2 separate regions of the Zea mays genome follow, and region 1 is linked to region 2. A link is a contact called in public Hi-C data. All regions are on one chromosome and are shown on one strand. Each heading gives the region's core, a stretch centred on a gene start, on an enhancer-like site or on the middle of the called end of the contact. The rest is flanking DNA. Distances are from core to core; before and after follow the strand shown.

What was found. A called contact is a pair of places that touch in the nucleus more often than the background predicts.
Region 1: a contact with region 2 is called in a Hi-C map of tassel, with 5 times the contacts expected there. The contact joins the promoter of LOC103635536 here to the enhancer-like site in region 2. A contact is called at or near these places in 4 of 25 Hi-C or Micro-C datasets (endosperm, leaf and tassel).

Annotation. Positions count from the first base shown.
Region 1 is chr1:64,566,133-64,570,144 of Zm-B73-REFERENCE-NAM-5.0, forward strand. It overlaps LOC103635536 (protein phosphatase 2C 32), which reads left to right and starts at 1,509. Exons shown (of 4, transcript XM_008657970.4): 1 at 1,509-4,012. The coding sequence starts at 2,447.
Region 2 is chr1:64,521,765-64,525,601 of Zm-B73-REFERENCE-NAM-5.0, forward strand. No RefSeq gene overlaps it. Among protein-coding and RNA genes, the nearest start is that of LOC109943633, 23 kb to the left of the region's middle. Within about 2 kb of position 2,012, at least 17 of the 20 cell types and tissues checked have an H3K27ac peak or open chromatin away from gene starts, as enhancers often do. A contact at or near this core is called in endosperm, leaf and tassel, where this site is marked.

The DNA of each region.
Region 1 (4,012 bases), core at 259-2,758, 44 kb after region 2:
TCATACTACTTTAAATTAGTAGTTAAAAGAAATATTTTATCTTTATCGGTCATTACTTAGATTCTCTACTTTATATTATAATTTATCGTAGTGATATTTATTTCATACATCAACTTTATATCAACTACGCATGTTATATATATCTTTTTTTTTTTGCCTCCTACCGCCACACTGGCTGTTGTCGCTCGGCGTCGTACTTGCTGCATGAACGTGTGGAGGCAGGTCTCCACTCTCCACTGACACATCTCTGGTAGAGTAAAAAAAATAGAGACGCTGCAAATAGCGTTTTGTTTGGCCTCCCTAAGTTTACAGTAGACTATAGAGTACTCCATTGTAGCAAGTTTTACTCTATATCTAGCCTTATATTGATGGAGTATTGTTTAATGGATCATCAAATGCTTATTCATAAAACGTTAAGGCTCTAAATAAATTTTAGCTCAAAAATAAACAGAAATAAAGCTCGATCTTAATCTGATCTGATTTTTAAATTTTTTAGTGTAAAATTTAGAGTTTATTGGTATCCCTAACAGTACCTCACTGTTGATAGCCATACCTTAAGGAGCTAGCATGCTTGATTAGGAATAATGTCTTCCGGATATGAGCAAAACCCCACCAGAGTCCAGCCTCCATCGTGGCGACGACAACGACCATGATGAAGGCCAAAGGGTGTCCCGTTGGCGTGGGGCCATCCAGCTCCAGCCTGCTCCTTTTCTTTGCTTTGACTCTCGCAGTTGCAGCACCACCAAATCCAATGATGCAAGAAAACAATAGGCAGGAGACAAAGGCGGGCGGCAGAGAAAGAAAAAGAAAAAAAAACTGACAGTAGCCCCAAAGGCTCAAAATATTTAAAAAGGCAGGTCTGCTATAGATTATGAGGGCATGTATAATCCATAGTCGTTAGATCGATTTTCTAAGTAAAAGTGACAACTAATTTAAAAACTTAGATCATAAATAAATATACAGAGTTTGTCCCTTGATTTTGTTCAGTTACTTTATTAGAACATGTATAATGAGTGTCTTGATACATGTCTTCGAATATATTTAAAGGGTAAATATAAAAAAACTCAAGACACGTATCTTGATAAAGATTGTGTCTTGGCTCTATACTCGAAACAGTGAACTAGCTAATTGATCAATTCAATTTATTGAATATTTTGATTGATGCAATAAATATAGTAATACACATGTTTTAAACATGTCTACTATATTATAGTGTTTTAGTTGTATTTTATACTTGGAGTACCATGCTAGTGCCAGTGCTGTATATACCTCTAGATATCTCTTAAGAGACCATCTATTAATTAGGCTTATATGTGCCCTGAGGGTGGACATGCATAACGAGTGAGCCTTTCTTCACAAAGACAAAGACTTTTATCAGAGTTGAATATTCTCATTTGCAGATGAGAATTTAATTAGGGGGGGGGGGGGGGGGGGAGCAAATGCAAATGGCGTAGCATAATCAGTAAGACAAAACCGGCCTACCTCCGCAAGCGTCTCAAGTCAGAACTGAAAGCAAAACACCATTCGATTACATAACTGATGTGCAGGAGCTATATAGAAAAATACATGAATTTTATAGAGATCTGCCTAGTTTTAAGAAAAGAAAAAAAACGAAGAAAACAGAGGGGGGTACATCCAAAAGTGGCGAGGAGAGAGGGAGACGAAACAAACGAGAACAAGCAAGGTAGGCAAGAACCAAAACAGGCGAGGCGGCGAGGGACCAGCGTGCAAAGCGAAGGCGACCAAGCAGGCAAGCCTCCCTGCCGACCAGCGACTGGCGTGCTGCGTGCCGGACAGACGGAGGAGGAGGAAAGCCGAAAGCACCAACTCCCCCTCTCGAGTCTCGTCTCCTCCACTCCACTGCACTCGGCGCTCCACTCCACTTCCTCCCTCGGTCGCTTACGCAGCTTCCAACGATTCCATTCCCAGCTCCCTCCTCATCCTTTCCGTTCCTCCCATCCCCCACCCAACCCGTTTCAAATCGCACCAAAACCCCCCTCGAAGACCTGGAGCGAGGCCTGCCCCTTCCGCGCTCGCCCCTGCCAGGTGTAGATCCCCCATTCCTGTCGCTCGCTCGCCGCCGGCCGGATTCCTGATCCGACGGGAGGTCTTGTGCGGAGGCGGGAGGCGCTGTTGCGTGCCTGCCTGATCGGTTCCTGCTTCCTGCGAGTTGGTGGTGGTGCGGCGGCGGCGGCGGGTTCTGGCATGGGGTTGCGCTGCCGGGGCATTTCCTCGACCAGGCGGTGGGCGGCGGCCTAAGATGCGAGGGCGGCTGGCCCGGGGAGTGGGGCACCAGGTCGGGGATAGCTTCTCGCCGTGCGCCAGCCTCCGCCTGCTCATGCTGCCGGCCGCCCGGGGCCCTCGGCGACGGGCATTGGGGCGCGCTCTCCCCGCGAGGTGCTGACGCTGACGCGCGCGCGGCGCTACTAGCCGCCAGCCGCCCGCCATGGGCAACAGCACGTCCCGGGTCGTCGGCTGCTTCGCGCCGCCCGACAAGGCCGGCGGCATCGACCTCGACTTCCTCGAGCCGCTCGACGAAGGGCTCGGCCACTCCTTCTGCTACGTCCGCCCGGGCGCCGTCGCCGACTCGCCCGCGATCACGCCCTCCAACTCCGAGCGCTACACGCTCGACTCCAGCGTCATGGACTCGGAGACCCGCAGCGGGTCCTTCCGCCAGGAGCCCGCCGACGACCTGGCCGCCGCCGCAGCCGCCGGCCTGCAGCGGCCCTGCAGGAGCTTCGGCGAGACCACCTTCCGGACCATCTCGGGGGCCTCCGTCAGCGCGAACGCGTCCTCCGCCAGGACGGGCACCCTCACCGTCTCCCTTATACGTGACGTGCAGGAGCCCGCCGCCGCGTTCGAGAGCACCGCCTCCTTCGCCGCCGTGCCCTTGCAGCCGGTGCCGCGGGGGTCGGGCCCGCTCAACACCTTCTTGTCGGGGCCGCTGGAGAGAGGGTTCGCCTCCGGCCCGCTGGACAAAGGCTCCGGCTTCATGTCTGGGCCATTGGACAAGGGAGCCTTCATGTCAGGCCCCATCGATGCTGGCAGCAGAAGCAACTTCTCAGCACCTCTTTCCTATGGACGGAGGAAGCCTCGTCTGAGGCTTCTTGTACATAGGATTAGTAGACCCATGAAAACCGCACTGTCCAGAACATTCAGCAGGAGCTCACAAAATCCAGGCTGGGTTCAAAAGTTTCTGTCGCATCCTATGTCTCAACTGCCCTGGGCAAGGGACGCAAAGTCCAGATCAGAAGGTTCACAGGATGGATTGGAATCTGGGATACCCGAGCCTGAGTATAACGTGACAAGGAACCTTCAGTGGGCACATGGAAAGGCAGGGGAAGATAGGGTTCATGTTGTTCTATCCGAAGAGCAAGGATGGTTGTTCATTGGAATTTATGATGGATTTAGTGGCCCTGATGTGCCTGACTTTTTAATGAGCAATCTATACAAGGCCATTGATAGAGAACTGGAAGGATTGCTCTGGGTTTATGAAGACAGCTCTGAAAGGAGTGATCATGTATCGACTCATGAAGAGGGTGGATTGGTTGCTGCTTCTGTGGATGCTCCTCATGATGATAGTGGCCAGTGCCAGAGTGACAGTGGGAGACAAGAACTTGGTAATTTTGGAAAACAAAATGTATCACCTGGAAAGGGTTGTGATGATAGTGCCTTGCAATTTCAGCCAAACTGTACCAGCAGTGAAGAGAAAGATTTGGCTCCACATGGTTCAAGTAGTGAGATGTTGGGCAGGGATGAGATAGTTGAGGAAATGGTTGAAGCTGATCTGGGAAATGATCTCCAAAGTAGAGAACCCCACAGCTCGAACAGAGATCTTTCAGGTACAGATCTAAACACCAGCTGCAGATGTGCAACAGAAACCAGTTCCTATTGTGATCAGCATGCCAAATTCTTGAAAGGAAACAGAAAAAGCAAGCGTCTCTTTGAGCTTCTTCAGATGGAACTGCTGCAAGATTATAACACAAGGTTATCTAAGGAGCCACCAGAGGAA
Region 2 (3,837 bases), core at 762-3,261:
AGAGCACACGAACAGCAATACCTACACATTGCACAAGCGACAGCCAAGCCCATCATGCCTCCACCAACGATAGCAACGTCTAGCACATCGGGCGGATCCTTCTCGGCGTGATCCTACACGTTAATTGAGAAAGAGTGAGTAGCAGGGCACACGCTGGAACCGTAAGTCCGCACGGAGCAATCACAGTTGGGCACCGGATGCCTAAATCCTACACGGCAACAGGAGGAAGAGTGATCGGGGGTGAGTACCTGCGGGCTGGGCGTCCCGTTGGCCCCCGCATCCGCACGCGAGGCCGGCGCGTCGCAGAAGGCCCTCGCGAGTGGCCGGATCCGGGAGATGCCGAAATCTGAGAGCGGAAGGGGACTGAGGGCATCACGGAGGTGGGATTCATGGGGGATGGGGGCAAGAGAGAGGACCAGGAGTGAGGTGGCGGCGTAGGGGCGCGGACGCGCGATGCCATGGATGGAAGGGGGCGATGGAGTGCGGCTGCCATGGGCGATTCGCGGCGGATCCCTAGCGCGGAGGAAATTTGGGAGCGGGGCGCGCCTGCCTTGAATCTGCGCGCGGAGATGGCGGTGTGGTAGGGGCGTCGGAGGGAGGCGGGGCGCAGGGGTACCTGTCACGGTGGGGGAGGCGGGCGGAGGCCTCGCGAGCTTGGACAGTATTCATGAGCATCCGGGCGAGCGGGTGCCTCCACCACGAGAGCGTGCCGAGACCGGGCGAGCGGGCGGGATCCATGCGCGGACACGGCGAGATCCGGGCGAGCGGGCGTGCCGGGATCCGCGGCACCTTCCATCGGCGGCGCGGTGGAGGCGTGCATCGTGGGCGAGATCCGCGGGTGGGTTCCATTGCGGACACGGCGAGGTGGAGCACAGGGGGAGGGAGAGGCAGTGTGGGAGGAGGGCCGGGATCCGCGGCACCTTCCATCGGCGGCAACGGCAAGAGGACCTTCCATCCACGCGCCATAGGCAGAACCGTTCACCACTCAAATGTGTGGACGTCTACACTCCGCTCTTAAGGAGTAATAGGGATATATCCGCGATGCATGGTTTTTGTATTGGCCACTGATCATTCTTATTTCTCTACTATTAAGCGTGTACAAATGCATTTATATATTGCGCAGTTCCTTTCACCGATAAAAAATTAATTTCAATTTAGATGATCAAGTATACGGTTCATTCACCTAGATCGATGATGACGATCAATCTGTCCCTTTTCGTTAACTAGTGATCTAGTTTATATATAGCCCATGGGGATATGCATGATGCCGTTGGCATCGCCATCGTTAGACGCACAAGTAGACGGGCCGCCTCTATAGCTAGCTAGCTAGCAAGGTGCTCGGACAGCTCGTACTAGTACGCTACTATGTGCAGACGCTCTCGCGTGCTCATGTCTGCACGAAATCAACGTCGTGACGTTGCTTGCCACTAGTGTGTGTAAAATCAGATCGGATATTTGTTTTCGTATTTTCTCTTCGGACTCGATTCGGATATATATGGATATTATCGAGTTGTGTTCGATAAGATTTAAACGGATATCGACATCCTAATTATCCAACTTTGAGGATACGAATACGGATACGAATATAAATAGGATACTCAACAGATATTGAATACCAAACTCGAATACGGATTAGATCTTAAGCCTCTTAGATAGATCCCATCGATTCGAATATAGATGAATAATATTTTTACCATTTACACGCTAGTTGCACTCGCACGCGGTGTATGTCCTCAGGCATATGCATGGTGATGTATATATGTGCAAGCATCTACGTCGCCTATACTATCTCTAGGGTTTGCCACGAATGCAAAAGGTCGTTCTTGATCTTGAATGGGCCAAAATGATATGGAAAAAACATGGGCCCTAGCTATCTTGGACGAAATGATCTCTTGAATGGGCTGCTTGTGCGGTATTTCCTTTTGGGGCTAAACGCACCCGATACGACACAGTAGCCACAACAACATCACCAAGCCCATGGACCAAGGCCACGCTTCGGATGGGCGAGCTGTTCGCTTTGAGGGGGATACCGCACAGGGCCCACGATCGGCTCCGGCAGTCTATGGCAATGCCCCCAATGGTGCTGCTAATAACCAGGCGGGCCGGGAGCCCGGGACCCATTAATTAATCTTGAATAAAACGCTGAAGGACGAAGATCGACTGTGTTTTAGCACCGTATGTATACTTGTCCAAATTTTCATTTTCAAATTAACAGAGACATATCATGTACGAGTTACAAGCCATTTATATATAGGCATCGATTCTTTACTTATCTTGTACTCTCACTCTCTATGTTTTAAATTACGAGCTATTTTTAGCTTTTTCTAGGTACATTGTTTTTACTGTATACCACAATCATGAGTTACAACATAACCCGCCAGCGCGGAGTATAGACTTAGGACCCCATCATCATGGTAGGTCATCATGTCAAGAAGACCTAGTTACGAGAAGAATAGTGTGAGGCCGAGACCCATGCCACATGCCCGAGACCCTTGATACACACATCTTAACCAAGCTCTCTTTCTGTGGACGCCCTCGCCAATCCATTGAGGGGGTCTGGTTGCGACACATGTCGCTGGTGGGCCTTGTCCCTGATGGATCTAAATGTGGCACATGTCCCAGGGCTCCGGTGCCCATGAGAGGCCTCTTGCGTCCACCCGCTCCACCGACCACACATTAGGGTCTAGGCACGTCACGTGCCCCAGCCCCCCAATGCCTCTAAAGGCTTTGAGCTCACCACATGTTTAGCCACCCACATGCGGCTGATCAAGAAGTTAGTGGAGTCAGAGAGTTGTTGTGCCTATACAACAGGACCAATGCGGCACTGTGGGCGCATGCATGAACGAGGGGCCTAGCTATTAGACCGACCCCACATAACTTGTAAAACCCCTCTCCCTTGGACTATGAAAGGGAGATGGGGACCCCTTCTAAAGGGACAGCGCAAAAAACACCTCGAAGAGAACACCACAAATAGAACACAAATTCTCGATTCCCACACACACACTTAACCATTTCGCCCTCCAAGTAATACAATCAAGCAACCTAGAGGACATATGATATTACTCTTTAACGTCCTGAACCTTTTAAAATCTGATGTATCTCGTGCATCACACACGCTCCCACGTCGTGTATTTGCTTTGCTAGTATTTATCATAATGACTTATGGTTGTTCTCCGTTTCATAGTTTTTACTTCTTGCTAGTAGTTTGGGTGAAGTTGGGCTCATGTCTAGGGTTTAATTTTTTTAAGAATTTTAGAAAAGCACAATTCACCCTTCTCTTGGACATCATGATCCTTTCACATGTTACCATTAGTGACAAAAAAATACTAAAAAGCCTTTTAATATCGTTTTTTTGTCAGCTGGTGTTACCAACCAGTAGTAAATCAGGCTTTTTAATAACGGTTGGAGCCACCAAACGATACTAATACTCCTCCTAGAGGCATGGTAGTTAGAACCGGTATTGATGCTTGCGTAAGTACCTATTTCAACTCAATCAATACTGAACAGCAGAGGTCCGAGCCTCTTTTTGTACGGAACCCGTTTGTTCCAGTGAGTATCGTTTCGCACAAAAAAAAAGGAAAAGAAGAAGCTATCATGTGATGAAATCAATCAGATGCACGCTTATCTTTCAACTAGCATGAGATGCAATTTAAATACTGCTACTATACTGACTCCCTACTCCTACTCCTGATGCTAATCTATAGACTTTGGCGTGGACTCCGGGGATAAAGATGGATTACTGTGGCAACCTCCAATAATCCTCTCCAAGACTCCAACCACTACTCTATGCATGGTTTGTCGTCCACACACCAACTTGGTGGAATAATTTTACTTGCT